Regions from separate parts of the Rattus norvegicus genome. Here region 2 is linked to region 1. The links are chromatin contacts, called in public HiChIP or PLAC-seq maps. All regions are on one chromosome and are shown on one strand. Each heading gives the region's core, a stretch centred on a gene start, on an enhancer-like site or on the middle of the called end of the contact. The rest is flanking DNA. Distances are from core to core; before and after follow the strand shown. Region 1 holds the start of Cistr (chondrogenesis-associated transcript). Region 2 holds the start of Smug1 (single-strand-selective monofunctional uracil-DNA glycosylase 1).

Region 1 (4,633 bases), core at 1,020-3,519:
GGCCAGGGATGTCAGCCTGGCTTCCTAGCATCTTGCCCATCCTGCCCAGGGTCACTGTGGAACTTCAACATTGGGACATCTTATGGTGTTGCCTCATAGGCCCGCCACCACTGTCGCCCTATCCCACAGCCCTTCCAGTGGAGACATTCTACCTTGGTGTGCAAGCATGACCTCTCAAGCATGCCCATCCCCCCCAACCCCCAACCCCCAACCCCCAACCCCCGCTTTTACACCATACTTGCCACTCTCCATTCCTTCCTCATTTCTGCTTCTGAGTTTCCCACTGGCCTATGCTTACCCAACAAGATTTACTTTACTGAGAGTTAAACTGCTCTGCTCCCTGTCCAATACATGAGCACCACGATCCTTTCCAAGAGGAAGTCACCTATACTTATCACATGGCTTCCAACATCTTCCCTACCTGGTCATTCTCAGTTTCCCCAACACCAAGATACAATGCTCTATCCAATTGCTCCAAACAAACTGATTAACCTTTGCTGAGGAAGCCCCAGATCTCTGCCTCTCTGCATCTCCGCTTGGAGTCCACGGAGTCCACGGTGGGTGGTACACTGAGATAGGTAGCTGTGGGCTCAGATCCTGCCCCTTAGAAAGGAAAAGGCACTAGGGTAAAGGGTCACAGTCAGGAAGATAATTTAGGGCCCATCATTGCCCTGCAGTGTTTAAATGGCAGGGAGACAGCTAGTCACAGAGAAATATCTCCAGTTCAAGGCTGCACGAGAGGCTTGAGGGTACGAAGTTTTAAGAAATATGTCCCTTACAGGGTGTAAAAATCTTAGCAACCCACTGCCACCTCCAAGAGTGCATAGCGCCACCATCTCAGGCTAGGCAGACTAGATTGGGTCATGCCCTGTGGTAGCTGGAGTTTTTGTTTTGTTTTGTTGTTGTTTTGTTTGGCTCTTTGTTTTTTGTTTGTTTGTTTATTTGTTTTTACTTGTTTTGAGACAGGGTATCTTTGTACCTTTGACTAGCCTCTATGTGACTCCCTAGAAACCACAGAGTGCTGCATGCCTCTGCCTACAAAGTGCTGGGATTAAAGGTCTGTGCCACAGCTCCTCATTGGCCTCCGGGTTTTAATTTGCTCTGTCCTGTGTACTGATCTGCATTGTCCTTTGTTCTGTCAGTCCAATCAGAGCTTTGTGCAGGTGTTCAGTTGCTCACGTGAAATCCCCTCGAGGCCTATTACATCTGAGTCTGTCAGTCCCTTCAGGGAAACAAGAGCAGACTGAGGAAGAACACGGAGACTAAGGAGGGCTAATATTGATTGAGTGAATACCAGGTACCAAGGTCGCTACCTTTATCATCCCAGCGCTATTTCTCAAAACTGTCTCACAAAGCACTAAAATTACTTCCCAACCTTCACAGGGTAGCAAGGCAAAGGTAAGAGGCCACATGGTGAAGGACAAGGCAAGACCTGAGGCCATCAACAGCCAGGCATGGGAATCTTGACCAAGACAACGCACCTGCAAAACATGCCTGCAGCTTAGCTAAAAGGTGGGGAGGAGGAAGAACGCTAACCTACTCTGCAGGTTCTTGAGTCCAGAAGCCCTGTTAATGACTAAGGACAAAACCTCCGGCTGCACCTAAACCTTTAGGTCTAACGGCCTCGGGAGGAACCCTAGCAGGAGACGGAGGGTGGGCAGGAGGCTGGCAGGCTGCTGCATTAGCGAGCAGAGAAATGGCGGATACCCGGAACGAGACCGAGGCACCAGGCCACAGGATCCACCAACACTGAGGCGGGTAGCTAAGCCCGACGGTCCTCGCCAATGTATGAAAAGGATCCCGCGGGGAGGAAATATCCTTAGAGATGGGGAGACTGCGGCAGACAAGAATGTGGGTTCGAGGCGGGGGAGAGCAAGAGCGGAACCCTCCGCCGAGCTGTGGAACGAGGGCGGCACGCAGAGCAGGGCAGACCCTAAAAGAGCAGGCAGGTGCGGGCGGAGACCTTCAGCTCAAGGACACGGAGCCAGGCTGGGTAGAGGGAGCGGCGGCCCTGAGAAGCCCGCAACCGACCAGCGCGCAGCCCCGGGCAGAGTGTCTCAGCCGCCCCCGCGCGCCCTCCCCGGTCCAGGCCGCGCGCGCCCGGCGCTGGCATGAAATTGGCTGCAGCCGTAATGAGTCCGCGCGGCGCGGAGGAGGCTGAGGGCCCGCCAGGGAGCCCTGTGCGCCTCGTTTAGCTTGTTTATTGTTCAGGCCTAATTAAAACGTTCCACCGCGCTGCGTTTACATCCGCCCCCCGCTAATGAATTCGCGGCCGCCGGGCGATTTCGGAAACTGCCGCGGGCCGGAAGGGGGTGGGTAGGAGGCGGCGGAGCTGGGGAGGGAGCGAGGGCGAGGACGCCCCCGCATGCATCTCTTCCACCGCCCCAGGAGCCTGCAGACATTCCGCGCGATTGGCTCCGAAGTCGAAGTGTGCTTCCCCAGCCACAGAGTCCCAAAAACCGGGACAGGCATTTGGAGGCGTTAGAGATCTGGTCAGAGCAAAGGGAATGAAGGCCAACAGCCAGAGTCGGGCCCGGTGTGCCCGAGGCCCTGACGCTATTGATGGCCTATACGCATGAGCGCACCTGCTCGGGGAAGCGCGTCCACGCAGCATCTGTGCGCGCGATCGTCTTGTCAGTCTCCCTCCAGCTATTTCTCCCCAGCAGGGATAGTCTGGGCCGGACTTGCAATACTTCTGGACTCCCTAGCTGTAGCTGTTTGCCAGTTTTGCTGTTTGCCTCCTTGTCACGACCTCGGAGAGGGCAGATGGAGCCAGTGGAGTGAGAGAGACAAGGCTCCATTCCAGCCCCGCTGCTCCTGCAGACACCAGCAAGCGCACTCGGGCACACATAGCTCGCGCATTCACTTCTCACGGTGCCTTCCGCCGCATGTAGCCAAATGAAACACCCAGAAAGCAATGGAAATATTGCTCACACACGACCACGTGGAAATACACAAATGAACAAACACGCTCAGACATAGCTTAATGCCAGTCGCACACAGATGGAAAGACAAGAGCCTGGGGCATAAAGCCACACGGCACAAAGCTACTTGGATATACATGCCCCTTCACACACACGCACACACACATGCACACGCACACACACTGCACATCTATCTAGAAAATTGTGCCATCTAACACATGTCAGTGTGCCCTCCAGTAGGCCCCAGTTCCTCTTAGAAATGGGATCACCCAGCCTGTCTCTTGAACCTGCCTCCCTTCCGGTTCCTTGTACCTAGCCAAAAAACAAACAAACAAACCAAAAAAAAAAAAAAAGCTGTTCGCTACGCTCACAATTTGTCCACCCTCCTCAGAACTGCCAGAGAGCTACTTCTCTTCCCTCTGTTTCATCCATTACTGGGTTTCTTCCTCCACATCCCCCCATTCCTAACTCCCCTCTTCCAGGCAGCTTTCCTACGTGAATTCACTAGCCCTCCTTATACATTTACCCCAGTCTAACCTTCTCACTCTGATATATCTAGGGTGTCCCTAGGTTACTTGCATTCGAGTATGCTCTACACCAACACGGATGGGGTTATGAGCCACCATTGGTGGGGGTCGGGGAGGATCAGGACCGGGCAGGTCTTGACCATCTGATGCCATACTGGGATTTGGGAGCTCTATTTTTAACAGGCAGAAGACTGGAATCTCCAGCGGCAGCTGCAAGGTCTCCTATCACATCATGCAAGGTTCTTAAAATGGCTTCTCAGAGCTACATGGGAGGAGGGGGCAACACACACACACACACACACACACACACACACACACACGGCATCTTTCCACATTCACCTTGTACTTAACTAGAAATATTATTCCCTGGCTAGGCCTTCACCTTATTCTCCAGTCATGGTTCCTAACAACACTTGACTGTTTTCAGAATTTAGATCCACCCCTAAAGGATACAAATTTGCCTCTGGTGAGAGACTGCTCGGAGCTGCGCTGCAGGCTTTAAGGCAGTCCCCAAAGAGGAATTGCCAGGAATGACCCAGCGACCGCAGCAGCTGAAAGTGCTACTTAGAATGAGATAGCATGAACCAGAATAGATGGGCTCTCTGAACAAAAAAGAAACGCAAGGTCACCCTAAAATAATAGTAGATAAATAAATCTTTACCTCCCCAACACATTGCTGGTTGACTCATTGGCGAGATAGGTGTGCCCTGTGCCAGCCCCCAAATCTGCCCCCTTCACAACTCCAGCCTTTAGAAGCCTCCCTCATCCACAGGAGTGGTTGGCTGCTCTCCATCTCCGTGTCTCTCTGTTTTCTGTCAATTACTCTTTTTCAATACCAACCATCCCTCTGCTCTCTGTTGGGGGTTTTCTCCGTCCTCCATGGGCATCTTTTTCTCTTTACTCCCTGCCCCTTCCTAATTGTTCTGAGCCTGCTAGGACTCAGTGGGAGTGGAGGTCTGTTTCAACACCAGGTAATCTGGCATTTTCAGTAAAGTTCTGAATTGTTGGACTGCCGCTTACCACCCCAGGCTTAAGATCTCCACTTGAGACCCGCGTCCGGGGAGGCCGGGGGAGCTCTTGGACATAAGGCTGCATCACCTTATGCAACTGTATCACCTCCCTTTCCTCCGCTCCCATCTTCCCCCTCTTCCCCTTTCCTAGTACATTTCTTGTGCCTTAGGT
Region 2 (4,633 bases), core at 1,595-4,094, 420 kb before region 1:
CTTCTGCTAAGGCTGAATATCATGGTGGAAAGGTGAGTGTAGGGAAAAGTTCTACATATGTTAGCCAGAAAGAAGAGGCTTGGGGGTGAAGGGACCAAGGCCAAGATACATCCTTCAGTGACACACCCCCAGGGACCTACTTCTTTCAATGAGACCTGACTTCCAGTAGCCTATGGGGCTAGCATCTTCATTTATCCAGACATCTCTTATAGCTGGAGACCAAGCCTTCAACATTTTATAATCCTAGCTTGTGGGGTGTGCTGGGCTCTGAGGAACGTTTCCGTATACTGAAGAGGCAAAGCTTACCAAGGAGGTGGTTTGCACTGCCATCTTGAAGGGTGAGTGGGAACTGGATGTGTTGGGTTATCCTCCTGGTTGGCTGCTGTTTGATGTCCTGGTTAACTCAAGGATCATATTTGGTTGGATTTATAGAAATGACCTGTGTAAAGTTTTGTGAGTTGGGGTAGGAGAAGCATTTTGAAAGTGAGTGGAATGGCCAGGGACAAGCACTGGGTGTGCATAGGAGTGTGAGAGAGCACAGCTGTTGGCATTTAGAAGGCTTGCTGCCGAGCTCCTTCCCCTCTCCCCTGCATAGACAGCTTTATGAAGTGGGTATTATTATCCTTAGTATTCAGATGTGAAAACCCGAGGCTCTGGCCATGGTTCCGTAGCTTGTAAGAGTCTATTCAGAGACTCGTAATCATCCTACTTCCTTCTGAGGATTCTTGAGTGTGGGAAAGGGGGCTAGAGGCTTGTAGAATTAGTAGGGTGGCTCATAAAACCATCTAAGGCGGGTGGTTAAGAGCATAGTGTGATGGGTTCAAATCCCAGCTTCATTACTTGCTAACTGCAGGACCCTAGGCAACTTGCTTGATCTTGTTAAGCCTCAGTCCCCTGGCTTGTAACATGGGAGCAATAATACCCACCTCATGGGGTTGTTATGAAGATCAATGAGGTGTACCTGGCGTAGAGCAATTGCTTGCCACCTGGAAGCTGCTGTAATTAGCCTTCCCGAGTCTCTGGGCTGTGGCTGTGCACCTGCATCCCATTTGTCAGCACGGTGTTTCCAGGACACGCTCATCCTGGCTGGACTGGTTTTTATTAAGGATGACATTGGAGAGAAGGGATAACAGTAGATGTGTCCTGATAGTGTAGTCTGGCCTGCTGTAGACTGTAATCCCAGCTCTTTAGAAGTGGAGGCAGGAAGATCAGGCGTCCATGACCAACCCTATCAGCTTTCTACCAAGCTCGAGACCATTCTGGGTTGCCTGTGACCCTATAACTAAGAGAAGGGGCTAGAGATCTGACTTAGTGGTTAAGAGTGTGTACTGCTCTTGCAGAGAACCCGAGTTGAGTTCCCAGCACCCACCCTAAGCTCAACAACTTTCTGTAACTGTAGCTCCAGGGGATCCAGTGCCTTCTCTGGCCTCCTTGATCACCACAGATATTTATTGTACACACATGCACAGGTACACGCACACACATAAATAAATATAAATCTTTTTTTGTCGGGGTTGTGTTTTTTTTGAGACAGGGTCTCTCTGTGTAGCTCTGGCTATACTGGAACTCACTCTAGACCGGGCTGGCCTTGGAACTCAGGGATCCAACTGCCTCTGAAAGTGCTGGGATTAAAGGTATCATCATGATGTCTGGCACAATTTTTTTTTAAAAGAGTTGTACCCCCTCCCCCACACACAAACACAAATGAGAGAGGAAAGAAATTATGTTAAGCAAACACGCCTGCTTACGTAGGTTGTGATTCCATTTATTTCAGAGGCTGTGGCAACAGGATCACAAGTTCAGGGCCAGTCTCCAGAGTAAATTCAAGACTGGCCTGAGGAACTTAGTGAGACACTCCCTGTGCACCCCACCCCCCAACCCATCAAAATGTGGAAAGGGTTAGGACTGTGGAGCAGTTGCCTAGCATGGTCGAAAACCCAGGTTTAACTCTTAGTACTGAAGGGGAAAAACGGAGAGAGGGCAGAGAAAGAACGAAGACAGAAAAGGTTCTGTGAGTTCAGCGTGGCCTAGGAAACAGTGGCTCTGGCCTCACCTGATGGAAAGTTTGGGATGGGGTTACTGCTGTGGCTAATATCCGTGCCAACTCCACAGATCTGGGATCATTTTGAAGATGGATCTCTGGGCATGTCTGTGAGAGAGTTTCTAAATTAGGTTAATCGAGATGAGAAAACGTGAACTAAATGTGTGTGGCACCGCCCGTGAGGTGGGGTCCTGGACTGTGGTAGGGTTTCTCTTGCTGCGATAACACCATGACCAAAAGCAACTAAGGGAGGAAGGAGTTTGTTTTAGCTTGCCGTTCCACCTCGCAGTCCATTATCGAGGAAGTCAGGACAGGAGCATAGAAGCAGGAGCTGAAGCAGAAGCTGTAGAGAAGTGCTGCTTACAGGTTAGCTCCCATGGCTTGCTCAGGTGCTGTCTTAGAGCAAGCAGGCTCAGCAGCTCAGGGCTGGCCCTGCCCACAGGGAGCTCTCCCATGATAATCATCAATCAAGGAAAATGCACCATAGGCCAGTCTGGTGGGGGCGTTCTCTCAACTGAGGATCCATCTTCCAACATGGCTTTAGCTTGTTGCCATAAAAACTAGCCAGCACAGCACAAAGAGAAGAACTCTAGCCAGGGGTGATAACATGCACCGTTAATACCAGGTAGAGACATGAGTTCAAGTCTAGCCTGGCCAGCATATCGAACTCCAGGCCATCCAAGGTTGCATAGTGAGAACCGGTCTAATAGAACCAAGGGGAGGTTGTTCAGAGAGAGAGATCTAGTTGGACATAGGCATCCATCACTCTGAGTTTTGACTAGGGCTGCAATGTGTTTTGCTTTCTTGCAGCCATGACCCACCATGATGAACTGTACTCTCTGAGAGCTGAGATAAACCCTTCCTTCTCCTGCCTTTACGGGTTGCGTTGTAGCCACAAGACCAGTAGCTAAGGTAGGATGCTTGGTGTATCAGAAAGAGGGAGGACTCTGGAGTTGGGAAGCAAAAACATCATTCCATACCAGGTGAGCTTGTGGTGACTGACAGGGTTTCCTGGGGTGTCTTCCGAGCCCAGGAAATGGCAGTAGGAGCTCCCAGCAAGTACAGATCCTAACGTTCTTTTGGGGTTAAAGGAAATGCTCCCCACTTCTTTTCCAGGTCACAACGGCATGGCTGTGTCCCAGACTTTCCCACCGGGGCCTGCCCATGAGCCTGCCAGTGCCCTGATGGAGCCTTGCGCTCGAAGCTTAGCTGAGGGCTTCCTGGAGGAAGAGCTTCGGCTCAATGCTGAGCTGAGCCAGCTGCAGTTTCCAGAGCCTGTGGGTGTCATCTACAACCCAGTGGATTATGCTTGGGAGCCACACCGGAACTACGTGACTCGCTACTGCCAAGGCCCCAAGGAAGTGCTGTTCCTGGGCATGAATCCAGGACCTTTTGGCATGGCCCAAACTGGGGTAAAGGCCTGGCTTCCTGTGTGGATGTGTGCCTGGGTGTGCTGTAGAGGAGGAGTATGTAATTGGCTGGGACACGGGTGGGTCCCCCTGCCCCATCCCCTACAGGACGCACACTGGCTCCTGTGGTCTCAAGCACTTCTCCCCTCATAGTTAACCAAGCACATTAACAGTAGTTCCATTTCCCCTGTGAGCTTTCCACTAATTGCCTCTGAGAGCCCTTCCTTCCGTCCTCCTGCCCTGTGCCTTACCTTGCCGGATCTCCCTTGTCCCTTGAGTGTGGCTGGCGTCAGGAGAAGGGCTGGGACTCCTGGGAGCCGAGAAAGACTGGCTGGGGGTGGGGGGGTGAGATGGGTGTACAGGAACTGCAGGGCACTCTTCTGGCAAGTCCCCGGGTCTCCAAAAGGTTTAGAGCGAGGCGGGCTTAGGGCTGCCTGCTCTCCCTGAGGGATCCGGATGAATGACTGCTGTTCAGCTGGGGTTCGTTGCAGATGGGGGAGGCAAAGAAGCCTCAGGGCAGGAGGCTCAATCGCTTTTATTGACCCCAACTGAGTGATGAAAGGTGATCAATGGTGGTCGATGGAAATGACAGCCTGATGCCTGGGGCAGGGAGGGTACCCAGAGATCAGTGGCCAGCCTGTCCCATCTCCTTTTACCCTAGCGTTCTGTCTGTCCACCAGTATTAGAATCATCACTCCCTCTGTAGGGCCAAATGCCCCAGTGTCGTTCCTGCCAGTGTTTGACCCCTGTGCCTGGAGAAAGTGGAGGCACAATTTCTGCTGGTCATGGTCCATGGTGGGAAAAACTGGAGGGAAATGGACAGAGGCAAACCACAGGGCGGAGAGTCCTTAACAGATCGTCGGTTGACTGTGGGGGCAGTTGAGATCGTCATGGTAGGTGGAAAGGTAGGTAGAAAGGCTCAGGTCTCCAGCCTGAAGCGCCTTGTGTCTCTCTCCTTCTCCCACAGGTACCTTTTGGGGAAGTGAATGTGGTCCGGGACTGGTTGGGCATTGGGGGCTCTGTGCTGTCCCCTCCCCAAGAGCACCCTAAGCGACCAGTGTTGGGACTGGAGTGCCCGCAGTCAGAGGTGAGCGGAGCCCGATTCTGGGGCTTTTTTCGGACCCTCTGCGGACAGCCTCAAGTCTTCTTCCGGCACTGCTTTGTCCACAATCTGTGTCCTCTA

What was found. HiChIP or PLAC-seq counts read pairs in DNA pulled down with a chosen protein or histone mark.
Region 2: a contact with region 1 is called in an H3K27ac HiChIP or PLAC-seq map of oligodendrocytes, with 5 times the contacts expected there. The contact joins the promoter of Smug1 here to the promoter of Cistr in region 1. A contact is called at or near these places in 2 of 12 Hi-C or Micro-C datasets (the A7r5 cell line and Schwann cells) and 1 of 1 datasets of contacts at active chromatin or transcription factors (oligodendrocytes).

The regions. Positions count from the first base shown.
Region 1 is chr7:135,748,155-135,752,787 of GRCr8, reverse strand. It overlaps Cistr (chondrogenesis-associated transcript), which reads left to right and starts at 2,269. Exons shown (of 1, transcript NR_104335.1): 1 at 2,269-2,770.
Region 2 is chr7:136,168,869-136,173,501 of GRCr8, reverse strand. It overlaps Smug1 (single-strand-selective monofunctional uracil-DNA glycosylase 1), which reads left to right and starts at 2,844. Exons shown (of 3, transcript NM_177934.3): 1 at 2,844-3,024; 2 at 3,158-3,453; 3 at 4,418-4,633. The coding sequence starts at 3,169.